Linked DNA regions of Hordeum vulgare: region 2 is linked to region 1. The links are chromatin contacts, called in public Hi-C maps. All regions are on one chromosome and are shown on one strand. The core of a region is the stretch at or near the end of the contact, and the rest is flanking DNA. Distances in the headings are between cores, read along the strand shown. Region 1 holds the start of LOC123438278. Region 2 has its middle 140 kb from the start of LOC123438304.

The links. A called contact is a pair of places that touch in the nucleus more often than the background predicts.
Region 2: a contact with region 1 is called in a Hi-C map of seedling, with 2.9 times the contacts expected there. The contact joins the enhancer-like site here to the promoter of LOC123438278 in region 1. A contact is called at or near these places in 2 of 6 Hi-C or Micro-C datasets (leaf and seedling).

What each region holds. Positions count from the first base shown.
Region 1 is chr1H:372,807,307-372,811,762 of MorexV3_pseudomolecules_assembly, forward strand. LOC123438278 reads left to right here and starts at 2,341. Exons shown (of 3, transcript XM_045115766.1): 1 at 2,341-2,495; 2 at 3,118-4,456. The coding sequence starts at 3,127.
Region 2 is chr1H:373,187,143-373,191,598 of MorexV3_pseudomolecules_assembly, forward strand. No RefSeq gene overlaps it. Among protein-coding and RNA genes, the nearest start is that of LOC123438304, 140 kb to the left of the region's middle. Within about 2 kb of position 2,624, at least 2 of the 3 cell types and tissues checked have open chromatin away from gene starts, as enhancers often do. A contact at or near this core is called in leaf and seedling, where this site is marked.

The sequences.
Region 1 (4,456 bases), core at 1,091-3,590:
GCTTGCCTCATATTGAATTCACTTATAATCGTTCGTTGCATTCTACTACTAAGATGTGCCCTTTTGAAGTTGTGTATGGTTTCTTACCTCGTGCACCTATTGATTTGTTACCTCTTCCATCTTCGGAGAAGGTTAATTTTGATGCTAAAGAACGTACTGATTTGATATTAAAGATGCATGAGTTAACTAAGGAAAACATTGAGCGTATGAATGCTGAATATAAGCTTGCTGGAGATAAGGGTAGAAAACATGTTGTCTTTGCACCGGGAGATCTTGTTTGGTTGCATTTGCGTCAGGATAGGTTTCCTGATTTGCACAAGTCAAAGCTAATGACATGTGTTGATGGTCCTTTCAAGGTGTTAGAGAAAATAAATGAATGCATATAGACTTGAGCTGCCTGCAGATTTTGGGGTTAGTCCCACTTTTAACATTGCAGATTTGAAGCCATATTTGGGTGAGGAAGATGAGCTTCCGTCGAAGACGACTTTAGTTCAAGAAGGGGAGGACGATGAGGACATCAACACCATTGTTACACCCACAACCCCAGTTGCTATACATGCTGGACCAATTACCAAAGCTTGCGCACGCCAATTGAATTACCAGGTACTTTCATTTCTTGGAAATCCTTCTAATGTTCATGAATATATGATGCTGCCTAAGTTAGATATTTGTGTTGTACTTATAAATGAAGGACCTAGCATGGACAAGAAGGACATCTGTTGGAGCGGGATCAAGCATGGAGTAGAAGGTGCATGCGCGGGAAAGAACAATGAAGCTTGTACTGGTGATTTTCGCACTTTGAAGCCACCATAAGGAAAACATGAAGGCTTGGACGAAATATTCATGACGCCACTTTATAAATTTTGTCCATAGGCTATTATAGGTGCCGCTCCACCTTATTTTTGGGCCGGGCCCGTGTAATTTCGAAATACCATATTATAGACTATTTTTGGAGTCCGTATGTCTGGGGAAACCGAGTTAGGATCGGTTTCGGACCCCTCCTCCAAGGGGTCTCCGAATTCCTCCTCCATTCCCCCATATATACAACCCTTAGAACGCCGTTTAGACTTGTTTTTTTGATTACAAGTTCGCCATAGCTGCAACTTCGCGTTCTTTGTTTGTGTTCCATGACCAGACAAAGGCGTCAGAGAACCCCACTTTCATCAATAAAGCTTTTCACTTATATTCGCAATATCCAGATTGCAATCTTAGTTTCTTGCTTGTTGTTCGTTTGCGTGCAGGAAACGGACCCTCGTGGTCAGGTTGACCGTGCTTCGGCGTGGTCAATAACCTCTCGGAGTTGGTTTAGCGATTGCTAAGGCACGACGTCCTCACACGTTCGTAGTTGGATCGTCAAAGTCTACTCCAAAATGATAACCACCATCTTATCAAAAGACAGGAACAACTTTGCCTTTATCACACATGTTGACAAGTATATTTTGTCACGTGATAAGAGCATGTACGAAACTGGTATCTTTTTATAAGTCGGTTGATGTCGATTGATTTAAGAAATCATTGAACAATTAAAACCGTGAACCACATTTGAAATTGATCACCTCACGAGAAAGCTCTTAAAAAGAATCTTGACCAAGTCAAAATGAAGAATGAAACCAAAAACCAAATTTCTCAATTGAATGAGAGGCCTTCACCCTCTAGTGATAGTGAAGGGTGCTAAATATGTTTTGTGCTAAACATGTTAACGCTAAACACCAGTGACGTAGATTATTGGATAGGTGCGATTGAACGAGTGAAATTTGTTGGATATCCGTAACTCTTTTTCTCTATTGATAAAGGTTCGTTTTGGGGGGATAATATTGATATAGATTTTTTTAGGCAAATTATATTGATATAGATGGTATATATTAATATAGAAGATGCATCCTTCTGTTGAACAAACGGCGTGGAGAGGTGTTGCAGATTGCATGGGAGTGAGGCCAGAGGCGTCAGGACCCCATCGCCGAGGAATGGAAGATGAACTTGATCTGTCAGCGAGGCCTTCCTTAGTTGTAGTCCATGGTGGCGTAACAAAAATTTAAACACCGCGTTGGATAAACGTTGTTCTCGTATGTTAGAATTTGCAGCCGTTTAGGCCAGACTTTCTCTTCTAGGCTCATACTAGTATTAGGTCAGCTGCTATGTAATGGTGACCTTTTTTCTTTATGATATAAAATGAGGCAGGGAAAACCCCTTTTGATAAAAAAAAATCTGGGCCCGGTCTGACACGGGCCTACAAGGTGTGTCCCACCGGCCCAACGGAGCAGCCCAGAACGCCGCGGATCGGTCTTTACACTCTAGCCCCCATGCCTCCATGTATTTCACACCCGTCCCTAGCAGCGAAGGCGCAAAATAGGATCCCGGAACCTCCATTTCATTTTCGTCAGCCGCCAAGAATCTTTCCCTCACTCACACGAGACAGATGCGCGAGACTGACGGACCAGTAAAGTCCACTGCCTCTTCTGCCGCGCCGGTCTGCTCCCCGTCGTCTCCGCTCCGAGGTGAATAATGGCGTCTCTCGATCCCTTTTCTGGTTCATTCATGCCGATACCTGTCCTTCCCTTCGACGCTTGCGGGCGCGGCGGCGGTTGGCTGTAGATTTGCGCGGCGGGGCTTGACCGGCCCGCAAGGTTGGACTTTTTAGGAGGGACTAATGGCGAGCAGGTTTGCTGATGCGTTTCTTCGAGAAGTGGGGGGAGAGGGGTTCCTTTTCTGCTGACCTCGTGGTGGGATTCGATTCCCATCTGCGAGGGTTCATCCTCTCCCCGAATGATTCAGCTCATTCAATGATAATGTGATGTGTGATCCCAGAGTAGATTTAGATTCTTATTTTCTTGGCCTTGTCGTGTTCCTATTGAAACTTAGGTATTGAAGTTGAATGTGAATGAATGGAAACTCCACTGGAAGCAGATAGGATGTACTCCGATTACTGTATTTTTCTTTCTTGGACGGATTTGATGCATAGGATGGGTGGACTCTCAAGCTCGTAAATGTTTCTCCACTGTCGAACTTGATACATATAACTGGGTGCGTTGTACCCTATGTTTTTCTTGGATTAGGGCTGATGTCACTGTCCTATTTTCTCTGTTCTGATTCGAGCAATGTATTATGGTTTCAATGCAGGTTTCCTAAATGGGGAACCGATCTCGGCCCAGTGTAGCCAAGGAGACCATGGAACCGATTGACGAGGAAACAGAGAGTCCTAGCAGGGCAGCACAACTGAAATGCCCGGATGGAAACTCGGGCGAAATGCGCCTCAACAGGATCCCAAATTTTCATTGCAAGAGTCTGCCTTCAAGACGACGCGAGGAAAACCCAGAAGATAGCATCATGCATAGTCGTGGTTCTATGTACCAGAGCTCCAGCGATGTCAGCAGACTAAGGAAACTCCAAGAGGGGAGGAAGAAGTTAGACTCTATACACGAAAGAGATGCATTCATGTCATTTGGGACCATCGATTCGTCCTCTCAGCCCAGCACAAGTGCAGCTTACTTGGTTCCGCAACGGAGCAGTTCATGCAAGTCGAGGTCTTCTATGAACATAACCCGTGGATTTAGTCAAGATACCAGGGAGCTTCTGGATATTTCCTCGCGTGAGGTTCCTAATGACAACTTGAGGCTTGGAAGGCCACGCAAGGACTGCAATTTGTTAAAAGAGGATGTAAGAGACAGTTTCCTGGGGTTATCGCTTGAAGAAGACAATGCCACGTGTCCCGGCGCAAATGCTACTCCTCATTTGCTAGAAACCAGCAGTAGCAAAGGTACAATATCAAATTGCCAACCTCCTGTTGGCCTTCATCCTGATAGGAGTAATCATGGCAGAATAGATTCAGTGAGTAATCTCCCCAAGTCCTTGTCAGCTAAGGTGGGTGTTTGTGATGCTACATGTCCATCAGAAAGTGTTCATGGTGTTGATGGCAAGAAAAAATCTCGATCTAGTGCATTTAAGAAAATTTTGGATCCTTTCATGAAGTCCAAATCTCTGAGGAATCCCTCCCTCATGGAAATGGAAGATGCAAAATGTGGTAATCCACCAGTTAGAGGAAAAGATAGTGCACTGCGCAAATCTTTGTTGAGTGGTATCTCAAGATCTGACCAAACGCCCACACCTAAATGCCAGGCGAGTGGGGAAGCCCGGCCTATCACAGTTACTTCATCGCCTACTCATTTGCATGCTGTTCTTAAACTGGATCCTGACAATGGTGCTTTTGGTTTTGAGTTCTGTACCAAGGGTCCAGAAGAATCCATTTACGCTAACACTTGGAAATCCGGAAACGAGCTGAATTGGATTTACACTTTCCATAGTGTTGGCAAACGATCAAGTACCGTGGGAAGGACCTCCAAGGATAGGCACGGTTGGCTGCCTCCAATTGTTGGCCAGATGCATGTGTCTTCCTATCTGTACTCTGAAGTTGAAGAAGATGGTATTTTAAATAACTCAGCCACTAGCGAGTTTGTTTTGT
Region 2 (4,456 bases), core at 1,374-3,873, 380 kb after region 1:
TTGGCAAGACAATCTATCCCATGTGGTATTCTGATGTAGCACCAAAAAATAGCGACAATCGATATGTGTGCTTTGTGTGGTGCCCGAGATACTTGGCGACATGCACTACTAACCTGCCCTATGGGAAGCAGTGTTTGGGTGCTAGCAAAGGACATATAGTGGAGGCAATGAGCAATCATATGGAGGACAACGCCAAGGATTGGATCTTTGCATTACATGAAATTTTGGCAGAAGATGATTTTGCCCGCCTCATGGGGACCCTATGGGCAATCTGGGGAGCTAGGAGGAAAGCAATTCATGAGGACGTTTTTCATTCGCCGGCAGTCGTACACGGCTTCATCAACTCGTATCTTGGGGAGCTGAGCGAGATCAACAACAAATATGTTCGTGCTAGGATCAGCAATCCCCCACAACAAGTGCCACAATGGATCCCTCCCGCACCTGGCATTGCTAAGTTAAATGCCGCTCGAGTTGTCTCTAGACATGGCTTTGGGTCTGTTGGTGTCATCTCGAGGGATCAGGGGCACTTTCGTGGGAGCTGCGGCGTTTTTTTCGGATTTATTTTAGATCCACCTACCATGGAAGCTTTGGCTACCACACAAGCTCTTGCAGTGGCGAATGATCTATACATTCAAAACATCCACGTTGCCTCACATTGTGAGGTAGTAGTAAATGATATCCTGAATCGAACCTCGGCAACCTACGGTGCGATAGCTCAAGAAATTTTAGACATTTCAATTTCTTTTCATTCTTGTAAGTTCGTTTACGAACGTAGCAGTTCCAGTTCTGAAGCTCACAATTTAGTGCAGCATGCTCTTAACGTGCGAGGTAGCCGCCATGTTTGGTTAAGACATCCAGGAAATGTGTCATCCGTCCTTGTAAACATTGTGACGAATTAATAAAGCTTCGTGGAATTGTCTCAAAAAAAAGTTGGCGCGTGAAGCACCAATAGGAGCTCCCATAAAAATTGGGGCTCATACATGCCGCATTGTGCGTCTCGGAGTGCCGAGGACGCACAGTGTGGTCGTCCGACTAGGCCGGCCGAGTTCTTTTTTTCTTTTCTGTTTCTTTATTTCCTTTTCTTCTTATTTCCTTTTTAGCATTTTAGTTCGTTTTTTATTTCTTTTCCTTTTTCCTTTTTTATGAAAACAAAGAAATGTCGAATTTCCCATCATTTTTTAAAAACCTGAACATTTTCTTAAAATGGAAAATAAATTTGAAAGCGCGAACAAAATTTTAAAGCACGAATATTTTTTGAAATCTATGGAACAAATTTTAAAACCGATAACAATGTTGAATATTGTGAACAAATTTGGAAGCGGAAACAATTTTTGAAAGCATGAGCATTTTTTGACTCTTGAGAACAGTATTTCGAAATGGAGAACAATTTTGAAAACCCCGAACAAATTCGTATGCGTGAACAAATTTTTAAAGCACAAACATTTTTTGAAATTGAGAACAAATTTTGAAATCGAGAACAGTTTTGAAAAATCTTGGAATTTTTTTTGGATGCGCAAACAATGTTTTGAAGCACAAACATTTTTTGAATCGTGATTTTTTTTTTTTGAAACGGAGAATAATTTTGGAAAATCCTGAACAAATTTGGAAGCACGAACATTTTTTGAATCTTAAGAACAAAATTTTGAAAAACCCCGAACAAAATTGTAAGCACGAACAAAGTTTTAAAGCTCGAACATTTTTGAATCTTGAGAACAAATTTTGAAACTGAGAACTTTTTTCAAAAATCCTGAAAAATTTGGAAACGCGAATAATTTTTTAAAGCATGATCATTTTTGAATCTAGAGAACAAAATTTTAAAATGGAGAACAATTTTGAAAAAAATGAAGAAATTTGGAAGCGCGAAGAATTTTTTCAAGCACAAATATTTTTTTGAATCTTGAGAACTAAATTTTAAAATGGAGAACAATTTGGAAAATCCCTAAACAAATTTGAAAGAGTGAACAAAGCTTTAAAGCACAAATATTTTTTGAATCTTGAGAACAAATTTTGAAAACGAGAAGAATTTTGAAAAGTCTTGAACAAATTTGGAAGCGCAAGCAATTTTGAAAGCACGAACATTTTTTGAATCTTAAGAACAAAACTTTGAAATCAACAACAATTTAAAAAAAGACCAGAACAAATTTGAAACAAAGAACAATTTTTTAAAGCAGGAACATATTTTGAATCTTAAGAACAAATTTTGAAACCGAGAATTTTTTGAATCTTTAGAACAATTTAAGAAGATTTAAGAAAAAATTGTTGAAGATACAAAACATTTTTTGAAATCCAGAATATTTTTTGGAAAATACTAAACATTTTTTGTAAATCCAAAAACATTTTTTGAAACCAAAAAAAAGAAAAAAAATGAAACATAAAAGAATAAAGAAAAAATTAAGTGAGAAAACCGGTTTAGGAACCTTTTAGAATTTCCCAAAACCGGAAAAGATCGGCTCGAAAGCTTCCCAAAAGTGGGGCGCTGCAAAAATCACTCCCCTCCCCGCTCTCTATGTGAAGCCCTGACATGACACCGCTTCATAGAGAGCGAAGAATAGGATGTTTCCATAAATACCTCTAATTCGTGGATATTTTTCAGCTGATATGATATGGGCGGGCCTCTTTGATTCCATGCCGTGGATTGGCGAGAATTAGGGAACCATCGCGCCAAGAGTACTTCCAGGTGGGCCGCGCGAGGTGCACTGGAGGCCACAACCTCGTTTTTTAGTTGATCTTTCTTTTTTTCTTTCTGCTTTATTTTTTCTACTTCTATTGATAATTCTAAATATTCTAAGAAACATATCACCTAAAAGACTTTACGTAAAACATTTGAAAAATGTAATCAAGCATTTGAAAAATATTAAATGTATAGAGAAAATGTTTCTGGTGTACATGACAAATATAAAATGTGTGTGAAAAAGTTGATCATATATTTTTAAAAATGTTAATCAAACATTTGAGAGTATTAAACATGCATTTAAAAAGAGACGCTGCTATGCCTCCGTCGACCGATCTTTTTAAAAGATTGACTGTATGTATACCCTAGAGGCAATAATAATAGGTATTTTGTATCTTCAAGTTTGTAACGAATGTTTATGTTCCATGCTATAAGTGCAATGATTCCTGAGTGTACAATAACCACGAGGCTCGGAGGAAAATTCATGTGCATGTGTGGTATAATAAATGGTAAAATGTATTGCTAGTTATGCCTTTAAGACTAGCACAAGTATTTCATGATGATCTTGTTTTCCTCGTAATGGGCAAGACTATGCTGACAACTTTGAGGGCACAATGTTAGAAGAACATTTGTGTTGAATCAAACCGAATTGATGCTATGCTATGAGATATATTGGTCACAAGTAAATGCTTTATAACACATAAAAAGTTAACTTTGCAAAATTCCTTAGACCAAGAGAGTACCGAGTTCCTTTGTACTTACTTCGTGAACTTTGGGGTTTGTTAAACGTCATCTGTGACAAGGTGGCTATTACGACTGCTTATGGGTTCACACAAAAGTATGACATGTAACTTGGTAGCTCAAGATTGGGATTTTCTCCTCCGACGATGGAAGATATTCTTAGGGCCCTCTCGGTGTTACGGTATACATCGTCGTCTCGCCAGACACAATGTGATTTGATCACCAGGATGCCGAAATACGGAAACGAGAAAAATGAACAAAAATGGTAACGAGGTAACTGACATAGTGGACAAGTTGTTGATCCATGGGAATGCCGACAAGTGTCACCTGAGGTGTCTGTATCATATCACAAAGCAACATTTATAGCAGACACCAAACTACAGGTTCGGTCGAATATTCATTTGTGTGGGTACACGGATCAGTATGGGTGTCCATGGTTTTGCTATTGATTATTGATCGGGAAGTGTTCCAGGTCATGTCTATATACTTCACCGAACCTATAGGGTCACACACTTAAGGGTCATCTCTCTACTGAATACTAGACATGGAATATGAGAGAAATTCGTCGGACAAGCTTTGGAGAAAACGGAAAGGTTTCGGAGAGAACACCGAAAAAGTTTCGGTAAAACTAAAATGTTGTTTTGGACTAAACCATTAAGCCAAAAAGGTTTTTGGCATATGTGCGGAACTTTTCGGAAGTGCCATAATTGTTCTGGGGACTTTTGGAAATTATTCTACAGCAAAAAAATCAGAAATGTTCTGGAGGCGAAGAAAATTTCTTGGTCGCTTTTTGCAAGAGAAAATCATTGATTAGGCACACATCAAGATCTATTTTAGTGGGTACTTGACATGTTCTAGGCCTATAGAAAAACTTTTAGATTTTTCAGACGCAGAAAAATGTTTTGATGAATAGTGAAAAGCACTAATTGGTTGCTTTTGAGGAAAATATCTAAAGGGAATCTTCCCAAAATATCTAGGGATAGCACGGAAGGGTGGGAACCCCTTTTTTTTGGGGGGGGGGGGGGCACAAGGTGTTGGACGTTC